Linked DNA regions of Mus musculus: regions 2 and 3 are each linked to region 1. A link is a contact called in public capture Hi-C and promoter capture Hi-C data. All regions are on one chromosome and are shown on one strand. Each heading gives the region's core, a stretch centred on a gene start, on an enhancer-like site or on the middle of the called end of the contact. The rest is flanking DNA. Distances are from core to core; before and after follow the strand shown.

The links. Promoter capture Hi-C pulls out the DNA fragments that hold promoters and counts their contacts. Capture Hi-C pulls out chosen DNA fragments and counts their contacts.
Region 2: a capture Hi-C map of macrophages shows a contact between it and region 1, with 7 times the contacts expected there. The contact joins the promoter of Aaas here to the promoter of Larp4 in region 1. A contact is called at or near these places in 4 of 39 promoter capture datasets (hippocampal neurons, liver, neutrophils and 1 more) and 1 of 9 other capture datasets (macrophages).
Region 3: a contact with region 1 is called in a promoter capture Hi-C map of embryonic stem cells, with 4 times the contacts expected there. The contact joins the promoter of Pcbp2 here to the promoter of Larp4 in region 1. A contact is called at or near these places in 2 of 39 promoter capture datasets (embryonic stem cells and hippocampal neurons).

The regions. Positions count from the first base shown.
Region 1 is chr15:99,971,010-99,974,509 of GRCm38.p6, forward strand. It overlaps Larp4 (La ribonucleoprotein domain family, member 4), which reads left to right and starts at 1,771. Exons shown (of 16, transcript NM_001024526.2): 1 at 1,771-1,974. The coding sequence starts at 1,957. 2310068J16Rik (RIKEN cDNA 2310068J16 gene) reads right to left here and starts at 2,278. Exons shown (of 1, transcript NR_028124.1): 1 at 1,158-2,278.
Region 2 is chr15:102,349,254-102,352,713 of GRCm38.p6, forward strand. Aaas (achalasia, adrenocortical insufficiency, alacrimia) reads right to left here and starts at 1,506. Exons shown (of 16, transcript NM_153416.2): 1 at 1,243-1,506; 2 at 700-827. The coding sequence starts at 1,365. Gm36246 (predicted gene, 36246) reads left to right here and starts at 1,574. Exons shown (of 3, transcript NR_155425.1): 1 at 1,574-1,659.
Region 3 is chr15:102,468,806-102,472,134 of GRCm38.p6, forward strand. Pcbp2 (poly(rC) binding protein 2) reads left to right here and starts at 1,827. Exons shown (of 15, transcript NM_001103165.1): 1 at 1,827-1,998. Gm36331 (a long non-coding RNA gene) reads right to left here and starts at 1,691. Exons shown (of 2, transcript XR_384469.3): 1 at 1,450-1,691; 2 at 636-916.

The DNA.
Region 1 (3,500 bases), core at 521-3,020:
TTAATGATTGAGATTAAAAAAATAATAGTAATGGCTGGTCGTGGTGGCGCATGCCTTTAACCCCAGCACTTGGGAAGCAGAGGCAATGTAAGAAAGTGAGTCTCTTGTGAGGCAAAGGAAAGGGGGTTATATGGGTTAAGAAAAAGAAAGTTGGGGCTGGGTGTAGTGGTGCATACCTTAATCCCATCACTGAGCAGGTACAGGCAGGAGGATCTCTGAGCTTGAGGTCAACCTGGTCTACAAAGTGAGTTCCTGGACAGCCAGGAATACACAGAAAGATGTTGTCATGGGGAGGTAGACTTGTGGGGAGGGGAAGGGAGAAAGTAAGCAAAAGAAACAGAAAGGAAAGAATTGAAAGGTTAGGCCTGCAGAGATGGTCTAACCTTTTTTGTTAAGAGCACTGGTTGCTTTTGTTGAGGACTCAGGTTCAGTTCCCAGGCATGCAGGAGGGAGCATATACATGCCTGCAGGCAAAGAGCCATATGTATAGAATGAAAATAAATTTTTAAGAAAGATAAAGAGGGCTGGGCATGGTGGCACACACCTTTAATCTCAGCACTCGGTGGGGGTGGGGGTGGGGGTGCACAGGCAGGCGGATTTCTGAGTTCTAGGCCAGCCAGGTCCACAAAGTGAGTTCTAGGACAGCCAAGATCTACACAGAGAAACCCTGTCTCAAAGTGGGGAAAAAAAAAAAAAAAAAAAACAAGAAAACAAGCAAGAGTTGATGAAATGAAAACATCACTTTAAGGTGTTGTTCCAGCATTCAGGTGGCAGATAGGTAGATCTCTGTGAGTTCAAGCCAGCCTGGTCTACAAAGTGAGTTCCGGGAACAACCTAGTCTACACAGAAACCCTGTCTCAAAAAAACGGAAACACACACACACACAAATATATATATGTAAATTTTTTATTTTTTTGTTTTTTTTGAGACAGAGTTTCTCTGTGTAGCCCTGGCTGTCCTGGAACTCCCTCTGTAGACCATGCTGGCCTTGAATTCAGAAATCCGCTTGCCTCTGCCTCCCAAGTACTGGGATTAAAGGCGTGTGCCACCACGCCCGGCTCATGTTTTTTTAAATTAAAAAAAAAAAAAGTGTTTGAAACTGGAGCAATAGAGACTGGTAGAGGAAGAATAACTCTAGTAAAAATAATTAAATATTTGTATACTATTTTATTTGACTATGAAAACATAATAAAGAAGAGATCTAGGCTAATTATTTTTAGTAGAGCATTAAGCATCACAGCGGAGCATCATTATGTTAATGAGACCTGATTCCGAGGGGCTTGGGCTAAAGTTTTATCAAAGTTGTAGCGAAAGGAATCTGACTGTTCCAGCACTCCTCCAACAATACATTCATAGGGTCTTAAGATTAACTTATGCAAAATGCTTAGTAAAGTACAAGCACTGAGTAGCTGAAGAGTATCTTAGCTCCCTCTTCAGCTTTTTTTTTTTTTTTTCTAATGAGGGGCGGGAGGAGCCAGTACGTCATCAGCAGGGGCGGGTGCACTCGGTCGCTTTTTAATCGGACCTAGGTTTTTAACCACGAATCTGCGCAAGGGTTAGCAGTGCGGTGTCAGCTTTTTGGTAGAAAGTACAAATGCTTTAGTGAGCGTTTTGCACAGCCCGGCGCGGCCTCCCGGGCGTCGACCCACACGCGACACGTACCACACACTTTCGCCTTCGCCGCCACAGACGAGCCTGCCGGAGCGAAGCACGCACAGGGGCGGGCAGGCCCTCCGCCCCCGGAAGCAGTTTTCCTCCAGAACCGGAAACAGTTGTTGCTTCCCGGGAGGAGGGACTGGGCGGGTCAGGGCGCAGCGGCTGACGGCGGGGGAGGAGCCGGGTCCACTGCCGGGTGGAGGGGCAAGGCGAGTGTCCTTATCCTACCGACCGGGGCCCGGGCCTGGGAGCCAGTTGGAGTCGCGGCAGCGTGAACGATCGGGCCGAGCGGAAGCAGACATGTTGCTCTTCGTTGAGGTGAGTGGCTCGGGTCGCCCGGTCGGGCTCTGAGAAGAGCCGGAGTGTTCGGGGCGCGGGCCGGTCCCACCGCCATGTGACTTTCCAGGCCGTCCACGCCGCGGAGCCCGACGAGAGGCTGACACAGCACCTGGGCCGTGCAGGCCGTGCAGCCCCGCTGTGCCCTCCGCAGGCCCGAGGAGCCTGTGTGGGTCGAGGCCCCCGGCGGCAGGGAAAGGGAAGGCGGCGCGTCGGGGGCTGGGCTGAGGTGGCGTGAGGAGCCGAGGGAGCCGAGGGTGTCCCATATGGAGCTCCTGAAGGAGGCGAGCGGGCGGGCGGGCGGCGGGGGCGGAGCCTGCGGAGAAAGGGCGATCAGGTGGGCGCGCTGGGGGTGAGCGAGGCCTCGCGGGGCCGCCTGGGACGGAGCGAGCAACATGTGGGAGCGCGGGAGAAGGGGAACTGCGGGCGCGGTGGGGTTTTGTCTCGCTAACTGGGGAGGGGCGTGTTGTTGTTGTTTTTTTTTTTTTTTAAGAGAGTAGAAAGCTCGCCCGCTCCCCCCACCTCCGGACCCCCCAAGCTGCACCAAAATTTTGTTGGGTTGCGTCCGCCGGCTCTGGAACGTTCGAGGGGGGTGCGGGGGGAGAAAGCGAGCTGGTGCGAACGGCGAAGCCCCACAGGGGTCGGAAGCCTTGAAAGGCACCGCTCTGACCTTTTGTAAAAGTTACTCGGGCTGCGGCTGCGTGGTGCGGGTTGATTCCGCGAACCTGTTCGGGGCCAGTTACAAGGAAAATTGCAAAGGAGGAGAGAAACTTAGGTGAAGCCGGGGTTTTGTGGTGGTGTTGGATCGGTGGAAATACCGTTTCTATTGGACCGTCTACCGTCCGCCTGTTTGAGATTTCAAGGTAGTGATTACCTGTCTTAGACAAATAATGAAGTTTAATTTCTCTCGTTTCTGCCCGGTTGTGTTGAGTGAGCATCAGCTGACTGCCTGGCAAATGCTTTGAGTAGATTCCAGATCATATTGTTCTTACATTGTGAAAACGTCAATCCAGCAAAGCTGCAACTTTGCAACTTGGCATTTGTTAACTATGCCCATAAAAAGAATCTTTTCATGAGAGACGGAATCACAGGTTGTATAATGGACTTGGAAGATGGGGCTAACTTAGGGGCAAAGAGTGTTCAGAGTGGTGGTGGGAGAATCTTAGGGTAGTCTGGCATAAAGTAAATAAGCAATTCTTATTTTTCATTGTGTATATTCGTTGTACTTGGTATTGTGTTACATAAGGACATTTTCACACAAACACGTGTATTGTATATTAAGCAAATAACTGCTTATATCTTCTATACTCATTTTCCCTCATTACTGATCTACCTTTCAGTTGATAAGTTTGGGATCCTAAAAATTAGGCGTTAAAGACGCTTAATTAATGTATGCTGAAGGTCAGTAGTATGTATTCATTTGGATATTTGAAACAGTCCACTAAAAATTTCGAACAGTGGACTCAATCTTTCTGTTTATTTTGTTGTTATTAATTTAAGTTCACCTT
Region 2 (3,460 bases), core at 256-2,755, 2.4 Mb after region 1:
ACAAGCAAACTCATGAACCCAGGAACATAATTGCCAGGGATTCGTTTTTTTTTTGTTTGTTTGTTTTTTCAAGACAGGGTTTCTCTGTGTAGCCCTGGCTGTCCTGGAACTCACTCTGTAGACCAGGCTGGCCTCGAACTCAGAAATCCGCCCGCCTCTGCCTCCGGAGTGCTGGGATTAAAGGCGTGAGCCACCACGCCCGGCACCAGGGATTCTTTTTACAGATAATGGCAATGATAATAATGGGGATGGCAAACACATCAAGGGATTAATGTGCCAGGAAATGCTTCTATGTGCTTTGTATCTATTTAGTCACCATGGTTTAAAGGGGTTTGGCTTTAGGACAGAGTAATTATGTAACTTTTCCAAACGTACAGTTAAAAAAAAAAAAGATAGCACAGCTTTAATTCTTACATGTCCTACATATTAACGAATCAATTCAACCTTTTCCTAACTTTCCTGAGCTTCAGATAAAAGCAAATGAGGTCGGTGCTGAGAGCAGGTTTGTAAAATCAAGCCAAGCTATTAGGGATAAATGAGGTTTCTGGTACACCCTTGAGTTTTACAATAAAAATGGATCACCTAATATGATTTGTGGTAATATGAAGACACAGACTGCAATAAGCAGCCATTCAAGAGCTGCCCAAAGCAGGCTCGGTAGACCATGGCCTATTTAAGCCACTGTTTGCTATGCCTCACCAAACATTGATGCATCTCTTCCACACTTGCTCACGGTGATGGATGAAGGCAGTTCTTGTACCATGGTCCAGCCTCCCTGGGGCTTTTAGGGGATCCTTGGTCAGGTGTAGGACAGGAAGATTGATCCACTATACCTCAGAAGAGAGGGAGGCAGTCAGTCTCTTCCCCAAATCTTAACAGAACTCCTTGCCATCTCCAACCTATGGCATAAGAGATTCCACGGCCCCATTTCCCATACCCACAAATGTAACACTTGTGGGACAGAAAATTTTCAGTCCTCATCTGCAAACCACAATCGTTTTTCACAGGGTTGACACTAGAGAAGACCTGATGGACGGCATCCATCATCTTCTCTACCCCTCCTAGAACCTCCTCACATGCCTTGGCATGCCTAACTGGGTAACACAGGCCCTAAAATATATTTCGTTCTCTCCAGTCTCCTGTGGGAGTCATGCCGTTCCCAATCACTTGTGAGCGAGCCCCGCCGCGTCGCCTCTATTCCCACTTTCCGCATCCCCACCGCAGCGTTCCCACCCGGACCACCTGGCCCCGAAAGTCGGGAGGCGGGCTCTCATAGCTGTTGCCGGTCACCAGCTCGTTATTGTGCTCATACAGGGTGACTTGACCTCTAGGCGGCGGCGGGGGGAACAACCCCAGGGAGCACATCTTGCCAGTCCGGAGAGCGTCTGGAATCGACAGGCTCCCGGCTGGTGACGACTGCGCTCCCCGGAATCTTAGTTCCCGGGCTAGATTCGTGTGAGGACGGGTAGCCGTACAGGACAAACGACTGCGCGAAGCTGAACGGAAGTGCAAGGAAGAAAGTTCCGAGTCGGGTTTCGGGACGGACTTCCGGGACTTCCTGGCGCGCCCCCTTGCGTACGGAGCGGGCACGACGCTGACACGTCCGAGGACCGACCTGTGGCGTAAGGAGCGCCGCGGTTTGGTTTTGGTTTGTTTCCTGTAAGACTACTGTTTTTTCCAACTCTGAATCCCCAGCAGCGTCTCCCACTCACTTACTTAGTACGGAAAAAGCCCAAAATAAGCCAGGTTTAGGAAAGTACCTAATTAAACTCTCCAACCCCCGTAAATATCCTTGAGGAATATACAGACGATGTCATCCTACCAGTGAGCTTTCCCCGCCCCCCCACCTCCAAAAAAAAAACAAAAAAGACTTTAGAGGACAGTCAGAACGGACTTCACAGGGTAAGGCGTCCTGAAAGAGAGAGACGGACACTGGAAGGACAGTAACTTTTCCCGAGTATATCACTAACAAACGCTTCTATAATCCTTACAATAACCCCAAAAGTGCACCGTTGAACTACCAGTAGCAAAATGACACAGATTGGACCAAAATACACACAAACCAGACATTGGTGGGGCATATTGGCCCAAGGCTGTAATGCCTACAGGATGTGGACAAGAATAAAAGGTTAGTGTAGACTGCGTAGCAAGCCCCTGCCTCCAAATACCGTTGACTCCGATCTGTAATCCCAGCATTGGGAGGTACAGGCAGGAGGATCACTGAATGTCCACTCCATAGTTCTCTTCCAACTTGAGATACATACCACCCTGACTTTGTCTTATTTAGGCTTTGTTGTTTGTTTGTTTGTTTGTTTTAAGATTTGTTTTATTTATATGAGTACACTCTCATGGTTTTCAGACACACCAGAAGAGGGTATCTGATTCCATTACAGATGGTTGTGAGCCACCATGTGGTTGCTGGGAATTGAACTCAGGACTTCTAGAAGAGCAGTCAGTGCTCTTAACTGCTGAGCCATCTCTCCAGCCCTAGGCTTTATTTTGAGGCAGGGTATGGCTATGTTGCTCTGGCTAGCACGGAACTTGCTATGTAGACATGACTGACCTTGAATTCATAGAGATTCATACCTCTATCTCCCAAGAGTGCTGAGATTAAAGATCTACCACCATGCTCTCCTGAGACCTTTTCTGAAACTGAAGGGGTTGGGGGGGGGGCTAGAACTACAGAGAGATGTTTAGATGGTTTAATTCTAACTTAATTCAATTGTGAGCTCAAAATCTGAATAGACAAATGGGAGGGAAGTGTGGGATGGTGAGACTCACAGGAACGGTATTAGCCTTTCCCTGCTATTGCTATCTCTCTGCTTCCTGGCCATTATGAATAAGCAAACTCTTCCACCTGCTCCTGAATCTATGATGCTCTGCCTCACCTGACACCCAAAGAAATGGACTCACCTAGCCTTTAATTGAAACTGACTCTGAGCCTGACCCTCCTCCTCGAGAGCACTTTTGTCACTGGGCATGGTGGTGCATGCACACCTGTAGTACTATACAGGGAGTATAAGGGGCTTTTAAAAATATTTTTTTAATTTGTGTTTTGCCTGTATGCACCTATGTGCACCACATGCATGCAGTGTCCACAGCAGCCAGTAAAGGGCGCTGGACTCCCCTGGAACAGGAGTTACAGATGGTTCTGAATCATCATGTAGATTTGGGGAACAGAACCAGGATCCTCTGCAAGAACAGTAACTGCTCTTAGCCACTGAGCCATCTCTCTGGCCCCCAAATAACTTTTTGCTTTGTTTTGTTTTTCAATAGAAGGATTCTCTGTGTAGCCCTGTCTGTCCTAGAATTCACTCCATAGGTACCCCAGTCTGGCCTCAAAACTCAGAGTTCCATCTTCCTCTGCCTCCCAAGTACAGGGATTAAAGGTGCCACCACTGCCACCATCACCTGGCTCTTAGTTTGGTTTTCATTTCCCAATAAATTAACTCTTTAAAAA
Region 3 (3,329 bases), core at 577-3,076, 2.5 Mb after region 1:
TAGTTATGTGCACCCGAGGGTGTAAGCACCCTAGCAAGCCAGAAGAGGGCATCAGATCTTTGGAGTTGAATCTTCAGGGAATTGTGAACCCATCTACAGGGAACTGAACTTGGCTCCTTTGTAAGAACAAGTTGTTTTTGTTTGATTTTTGAGAGTGAATCTCACTATGTAGCTCTCAGTGTCCTGAAACTTGCCATGTAGATCAGGCTGACTTCAAAAGATCTGCCTGCCTTTTACCTGCATGTGCCTCGGACTCCTTACAGATGTACCTATTTATTTTGTATGGGTTTTACCTGCCATGTATATATGTGCACCACTTGTGTGCAAGTGCCTGTGGAATCCAGAAGAGGGTGTTGTATCCCATGGAACTGTGAGATCCTATGTCGGTACTGGTGATTGAACACTGAATCTCTGGGAGAACAGTTGGAGAACTATTGAGACATCGTCCCAGTCCTAACAGCCAGTGCGATGGAAAGGGCGTTTGCCATCACGCCTGATGTCCTGAGTCCGATCTTCAGGACCCGCTTGGTTGAAGGAGAAAACTGACTCCTCCTGAAAATCCTCCTTTGACTTCTTCCTGCCTGCTGTGGTGTAAGTACACACACACACACACTCAGTTTGTATACACACATACAAACCGTTTAAAAAAAGGTTTATTGCCTTTTTAAAGACACCAGGATAGTTGTCTTGTGTTGTGTACAAAATTCTGTGTTTTCAAGATGTCTTTTTTTTTTTTTTTTTTTTTTTTTTTTAAGGAGCAACAGGCAACAATAAAGCAGCGTTGCTCTACAGTCCAAGGTGGCCTGAGGTTCACCTTTGTCATCCTTAAGTTCCCCAATGGTATCAGCTTGTATCACACACTGTGCTTGGCCACAGAGTACCTTCTTGTACTGATGTTTAACTTGTTCTTTCGTTCCTATAAATGGATAATTAGACTTAATAAAAAGATTAACCAATTTGGGCAGGAATTCTAGATTATACAGTACTTCTTATATAATAGTGAGATATTCACATGATCAATGTTGTCCTAATACAGTGAAGTTTTAAAGTTACTTTTCTTTCTTTCTTTTTTTTTTTCTTTTCTTTCTTTCTTTTGATTTCTAAAAAGCCCTGTCTGTCCTGGAACTCACTCTGTAGACCAGGGTGGACTCGAACTCAGAGATCTTCCTGACTCTGCCTTTCCAGTGTTGGAATCAAGTTGGGTACCACCACCGTCTGATTTAAGAACATTCTTTTACGTTTTAATTCTTTATTATAATTATTATTGCCTGATTCAGTATCTGGGCTGCAAAATAATGATGTTTTCATTTCTTCTGCACTCACTAAAGTGGATTATTTTTAGAGTAAGCAGTTTGCCTGACACTTTCAGTCTGGCCATTCGTTTTTTATTTTAGACAACTGTTATTTTCCTTTCCCTCCCTCCTATCTTGATCCCAAAGCATTGGCCACCTCTTCGTATTTAGGCCTGAGCTTTCCAGTTCTTCCGCTAGAGGCCACTGGTATCCTCCGCGCCTCTGCGCTGCCGCTCTATCTCAGACCTCGCCGCTGGTTACTGGCCGTCTCGCTGGTGCCGACGCTGTCCAAGGAGCCGCTCTAGGCTCCGGGAAGGCGGTCCGCATTGCGTGGGGAAAGTGTGGACGACGCAGTCGACTCGCCGGCCCCCGGGGCGGTTAGCGCTTCCGGGGTCGAAGGGTGCGCGGGGTTGAAAGCGGCCCGCTCCGCCCCGTCCCCCTCCCAGACCAGCAGAGGCAGCAGCCGGAGCAGCCGCAGCCTGCGCCCTCTCCCGCCCGCCCGCCCTCCGCCCGCCCGCCCGCCCTCCGCCGCCCTCCACCCGCCCCGGGGTCTCTCTCCCCCTTCCTCCTCCTCACCCCCCCCTCCTCCGCCCGCTAGCGGGGCCCCCCTCGCCTTCCCGCCCGCCCCTATTGTTCCGCCCCCGGCCTCCCGCCCTTCCCCTTCCCGCCCGCTCCCCTTTTCCCCTCAGTCGACTCGCGCCTCCAGGTAAGCTTAAAATCTTCTGCTCCGCCGCCGGCAATAGCTTCTTCTTCCACTCGTGACATCCTTCTTGGCGGACTCCGGCCCTATTCTGGAGCCTCGGCCTCTCGTAGACCCGCATGAGCGTCTACTACTTCACTCTGCCTGCCCGGGCATTCACGCGAGGCCCTGGCTCCGGCGCGGCCTAGTAGGCCTCGCGCAGAGCCTGCCCCCTCCCCCCTCCCTCCCGGTGGCGGCTGCGCAGGAGTCAGGGAGGGCGCGCGCGCGGCAGGGGGGGCGGCGGTGGATTTGTTGGTTGAGGGGGGTTGGGGAGGCGATGGCCGGCTTGCTGGCGGGGCGGGTGAGCGCGGCTCCCCGCGGGGGTCAGGCGCTGGCGCAGACACACGAGGAGGCGCTGCTTGTCCGGCCCCTCCCCCTGGGTCGCAGCGCCCCCCCCTGACCGAACCGTTTATTCACCCCCTTTCCCAGTCAAGGGAAAGGGGGGGGGCTTTTTTTTTTTAAGTGGAAAATGCTTGGATGACCCGGGCGGGGGAGGGGAGTGGGGAGCTGCAGAGTTAAAGGGTAGGCGGACTCCCTGTTACCGAGTTACTCTGACGTTCTCTCGGGTAACGAATTTTGAAATTACAAAATGCCTGCCGCTATAAACCAGACCGAGCTATTTATAGAGGGGTAATTGACTGCAGGATTAACAGCTGGATTCCCAGGATGGGGTACACTTAGATTGACCTACTCAGGAGAGGAATTGACAGGTTTCTCAGATTACTTACATGACTTGGAGTTAAAAAAAATACATCTTCGTGCTTTACTTAAGAAATGAATTTGTAGCTAGGTTTTCAGTTTCTTTGCCTTTTGAACTTGTATAACTGTATTTCTAAGGTGATTAATATAACAGTGGGGAAGTGGAACTAACAGTTTTATACTGTATGAGGGGGTGTTAATCTTGCAGACTCAGTGAACAAGCATTGTTTTTCCATAAATGAGATGTTGATTTGTGAGGTTTTTTTTTTTTTGACAGCAATTAACTGTTTTCTGGAAATAGGGAACTGATGTGCTTTAGGGATGCATTTATGTAATCACTTACATCCTGAAGTAACCAGAAGATAGTTTGCATTATATAGAGTGGTGTGACAGTCACTTTAAAGTGCTTTAAACATACTTAAAGTATGGACTTGGGATTCAGAGTTTGGAGGCCAGCCTGGTGTTAATAGTTACATTCAGTACTGGGCAACATAGTGAGGCCCTGTCTCAAAAAAACAAAACAAAAAACCCAACAGTATGTGTATTGTGTGTGTTTATGGCAAAGTGAAAACTGACTGGTTTTATGAAGGGACAAAATT